Regions from separate parts of the Arabidopsis thaliana genome. Here region 1 is linked to region 2. Evidence: chromatin contacts called from public capture Hi-C data. All regions are on one chromosome and are shown on one strand. The core of a region is the stretch at or near the end of the contact, and the rest is flanking DNA. Distances in the headings are between cores, read along the strand shown.

Region 1 (2,700 bases), core at 96-2,595, 140 kb before region 2:
TATCAAACCAAGTTCTGGTTTATAAAAATATTAGATAAAACTCGTCTAAATAGGTAGGTGTAAAATAAAATTTTAAATTTTTATCGATAATATTTAAAATTTGAAAAGTTAATAATGATCCACACATTTTTTCTAATATTTAATTTAGTAATTTTTGTATTAAATAAAATTTCAATCATATACATTCGATTTTTCTATACATTTTAACTATCTATTTCTGCATAATAAACTGTATTTTCATTTTATACGCTTCATCTTATTGATGATATTTAAATTTTAAATAGTAATTCATACACTTTTTAATATTTAATTTAGTATTTTCTTAAATCCAAATTTTAATCTTACAATTTAAATATCTACTTTAACATAATACAAATACAATTTAATTTCATTGTATTAAATTCAAATATAATTTGATTATAATAAAATACAATTTAATTCTAAAAAGTCCATCTTAGATTTTAATTTTCCTTTTTAGTTTTGAAAATTAAAAATTTAAATTTATTAGATATATATGTTACTTTTTCAGTTTTCCTATTTATTTAAGAAAAAAATATTTTTTAACACATGTCAACTTGTAAACAATAGACTGAACACGTCATTTTATATTATGTTTAGTTTTGAAAATTAAAGTTAATTAAATATTTATATTTCTTTTTTTTAGCTTTTCTAATTATTTTTAAAATAGTAAATATTTTTAATACAAATCAATATCTGAACAATAGATTTGATACATAACATAATCCTATAAATTATTAACTTGGAAAACGATAGTTTATATAATAAAATTATTTTCTTAAGTTCTCTAACCATAACAATTAAACTATATTTTAGCGAAGAAAAGAAGAGAATACCGAGAGAACGCAACTTGCACTAAAAGCTACCACTTTGGCAAATCACTCATTTATATTATTATATACTATCACCTCAATTCAATCGAAACCTCAAAATAACACTAATATATACACAAAGAAACAACAGAATAACACCGAAGAATATAGGTTTAGGAAAATCCAGAATTTGTTGAGACTAAAGAGATCAAATTTTCGATACAAGGTTTTGCTCAATTTGTATTTTCATAATAAAATTCTTTATTTCACCATAGACTTACATGATTAGTTTTTCTTTTAATAAAAAAAAAACACGCGACATGAAAATTATATTATCTCAGTGTTGTCGAATTTGAATTTGAATTTTGAGTTAAATACTACACATTTGTTGACAACTTATTAAACTTTATAAGTCTGCTACAAATATTGTCAAATATTTACTAATTAATGGACCAAAATCCTCTAACTTGCAAATTTGTATCTACATCAACTTAAAAATTAGGAATATGCGACCCAAAAAAAAAAAAACTAGGAATAATAATAAAAAAATGGAATGATGTGGAGGAAGCTCTTTACTCTTTGAGAGGAAGTTTATAAATTGACCACACATTTAGTCTATTATCATCACATGTATTAAGACTTGACAACTTGTCTTTCTCACACCAAACCCCTCTCCTCTGTTTCATAACATCTGCTCTTTCTTTTTTTTCCTAAGCCCCTAATGACAAACCATAATGCCTTAATCTCTGATGCTAAAGGCAGCATCGGAGTTGCGGTTAGAGTTCCAAACCAATCTCTGTTTTCTCCCGGAGGTGGCCGATACATCAGCATTCCCCGGAAGAAACTCGTGCAGAAGCTAGAGGCCGACCCGAGTCAAACCCGTATCCACACTTGGATCGAAGCCATGAGGGCTTCTTCCCCAACCCGTACCCGACCGGGGAACATATCTCCCCTCCCGGAGTCCGATGAGGAGGATGAATACTCTTCTTGGATGGCTCAACACCCGTCAGCTTTAACCATGTTTGAAGAGATAGCTGAAGCTTCAAAAGGGAAACAAATCGTGATGTTTCTCGACTATGACGGTACATTATCCCCCATTGTTGAAAACCCTGATCGAGCTTACATGTCTGAAGAGGTTTGCTTCCCTTCTTACTTCTTCATTCCCTTGTTTTAGTTTTTTTTTGGTTTTCTGACAACTTTTGATTCTCAGATGAGAGAGGCAGTGAAAGGCGTGGCTAGATATTTCCCGACCGCGATTGTCACTGGAAGATGCCGTGATAAGGTACGTTTTAATATTTGAATAAAACATTTGTTTCGGTTTAGGATCTTTTTGGTTATAAAAAGACATAACTAACGTGTTTTTTTTCGTTTTTATATTTGGTAGGTTCGTAGATTTGTGAAACTTCCCGGACTTTACTATGCAGGTAGCCATGGAATGGACATCAAAGGACCTTCCAAAAGAAACAAACATAACAAGGTATAATCATAAAACCTTATATATTAAAGTATGTTGATTCATAAAGAGACTAACAAGGGCTTAATGTTTTTTGGAACAATATAGAACAATAAAGGAGTTCTTTTCCAAGCGGCGAATGAGTTTTTGCCTATGATTGACAAGGTCTCCTACCTTTTTCTATTTCTATATTTATAATCTATGCGTCAAATTCAAGCTACTTAGTATAACAACATATTGGTCTCTAACTAAGGAAAAAAATACGAATCTCTTAATCAGGTCTCTAAGTGTCTAGTAGAGAAAATGAGAGACATAGAAGGAGCAAACGTCGAGAACAACAAGTTTTGTGTCTCCGTACATTACCGTTGTGTTGATCAAAAGGTAAGAAAATAAATCAAGATTACAAATATTTTCTTC
Region 2 (2,700 bases), core at 152-2,651:
GGAATGCCACCAGTTAGATAGTTCTGGAAAAGAGAAAGAAGCGTCAAGTTCTTGAGATTACCTAAGGAAGAAGGAATTGAACCAGTAAGTTTGTTCTGACTTAGCGCTAAATTTGTCATGGATTCCATGTTGCCTATTTCTGGGGGAATGACACCAGTTAGATAGTTCTCGTAAAGATAAAGAACCATCAAGTTCTTGAGATTTCCTAAGGTAGAAGGAATTGAACCGGTAAGTTTGTTCTGACTTAAAGCTAAATCTGTCATGGATTCCATGTTACCTAGTTCCGGGGGAATGACACCAGTTAGATAGTTCTCGTAAAGATAAAGAACCATCAAGTTCTTGAGATTTCCTAAGGAAGAAGGAATTGAACCGGTAAGTTTGTTCTGACTTAGCGCTAAATCTGTCATGGATTCCATGTTGCCTAGTTCCGAGGGAATGACACTAGTTAGATAGTTTTGGTGAAGATAAAGTACCGTCAAGTTCTTGAGATTTCCTAAGGAAGGAGAGATTTCTCCGGTTAAGTGATTTGTGGAGAGGTCAAAGTAGATGAGTTTAGAGAGGTTTCCGAATTGAGGAGGGATGGTTCCAGATAAAAGGTTCATGCTAAGATCTACGTAAGCAAGGTTTGAGAGAGAAATGAAGGGGAAATCTTGGAAAGTACCTTCTATACCAGTGTTAGTGAGGTTTAACTCTTCGATACTCCCTCGTGAGTTGCAAGAAACACCATACCAACTGGTGCAGGAAAAGCTAGTATTGGTGTTTGCATCATGGACCCATGAAGACAGTTTTGATGAGTTCGTGAAAGTGGATTTCCATTTCAGAAGAGCATTTGCTTCTGCGATAGTTGCAGAAGCTGAAATGGAACAGCTCAAAATAATGGAAATGAACAAAAGAAAACGAAAATCATAAAGATTCTTCTCTGCAAAACCCATTCTTACTTACTCTCACTCCCTCTCTCTTATCTTTCTCTCTTGGTGTTAGATAAAGCTATCCAAGTTCTGGCTATTTAATAATCCTCATGTGCACTCAGTGATTGACTTGGAGTCGTCTCCTTGATAATGAAGGGCTAACCCCGCCGTGGGTTCGAATTACTTATTTTGGCGTTTACCTTTTGTGAAGTTACATAGAAAAGTGCTTACGGGTTCTTCTTTGAATTTTCTGTTGAGTGAATGAGTATTGGTCGTTGTGTTTTGGAAGTCATTGTGTTTTGGATGATACCAGTGAGTGGATAATATTGGTCAAGAAGATTTGGGTTGAATCTAGCGACATGAAAACGAACAACTTAGCGATAAAAAAATATAAATTAAAAAACAATTAAAAACAATTAAAAACAATTAAATTAAACTTAAAGAAATGTCTTTTATATTCTTAACAGTTGTGTCTTTTAATCGCAACTTTCCGTAACAAAATATTGACGGTTATTTTTTCTCGCTTGTGTCTTTTATTGCAACTTCATATATTGTAATTTTCTGTCAAAATATTTACTTTTATTTTTTTCCGGTTAGTTATATATATACTTTTCTATAACTACAAAAATTTATAATATGCATCATTTTGAGTTATATTTGTTTTAAAGAAATTATCATATAAACAAATTTATAATATTTTTCTTTGCGATATCACGATGGGTTTGAGTTCTAGTTAAATTAAACTAATTCTTATTAAATTAAATTAAAATAAATTAAATTCAAATAACGTAAATTAATTGTAGTCAAATTAAATTTGATAAAACTAAAGTAAATAAATATATTAATTTATATTTTTTCAGATATATATATAAATTACAATTTTATTTTAAAATATAAATTAGCACAAAAAATAATTAAATTTTTTAAACATATAGCGACTGTCTAGAGCGACAGTCAAACGAACAACACAACGACAATTATTAACGATTGTCGCTGTAACTGGTCGCTGAATCCACTGACAGACAAACAAACAATGTATGTTGTAGGAAAACGAACATGGCCTAACTGTTAATATTTTTTTTTTTCCCAGAATTTGCTTGGCTCATGTTTCACGGAAGTAAAGAAATCTAATGTAGTTGTATCCAAAAGTTTGTTTTTTGCTTAGTATATGTTTTTATATATTAGTCTGTTCGTTTCACCACCGCAGACGGTAGCGGCGGCGGCAAACTCTACTGCAGATTATTGTTCGTTTCGTCGCCACTACTGCAGCCATTACCGCTGCCGCTGACGCAACTTGTGTGCATGTTCGTTTTCATGCCGCTGTCGCTGCCGCAAGTGTCTATGTTCGTTTCGTCACCGCTGCGTTAGTTTTAACTGAATTCTTATTTTATTTTTATAAATTTGTATAATTATATTTTGAATCAAAGAAATGTAATTTAAATATAGTTACATCCATAACATTTTTAAAACATAGTCTTATACATCAATAAGCTCCTTAAAACAGACCCTTAACAAAGATAAATAAGTGTTTAAAACAGAGCCTTAACAAAGATAAGTAAGTGTTTAAAACAGAGTCTTATACATCAATAAGCTCCTTCCAATTCTTGCCTAAATTCATTCAACAACAACAACAACGAAGAATCATATTAAAGATACAACAAGTAAATGCTACAAGAGAATACGTGAATCATATTCTTTGAGACATGATTTTATTGACTTTGAGACATATACGTGAATCATATACATTGATTAGCAATCAGTGATATGCAAGTAATGATTTTATTGACTTTGA

Evidence for each region. Capture Hi-C pulls out chosen DNA fragments and counts their contacts.
Region 1: a contact with region 2 is called in a capture Hi-C map of seedling, with 2.2 times the contacts expected there. A contact is called at or near these places in 1 of 26 Hi-C or Micro-C datasets (callus) and 1 of 3 other capture datasets (seedling).

The regions. Positions count from the first base shown.
Region 1 is chr1:13,363,817-13,366,516 of TAIR10.1, reverse strand. It overlaps TPPD (Haloacid dehalogenase-like hydrolase (HAD) superfamily protein), which reads left to right and starts at 1,345. Exons shown (of 8, transcript NM_103289.5): 1 at 1,345-1,965; 2 at 2,041-2,112; 3 at 2,215-2,307; 4 at 2,392-2,448; 5 at 2,563-2,664. The coding sequence starts at 1,552.
Region 2 is chr1:13,219,172-13,221,871 of TAIR10.1, reverse strand. AT1G35710 (kinase family with leucine-rich repeat domain-containing protein) reads right to left here and starts at 1,401. Exons shown (of 2, transcript NM_103273.2): 1 at 1-1,401. The coding sequence starts at 932. It also overlaps AT1G09225.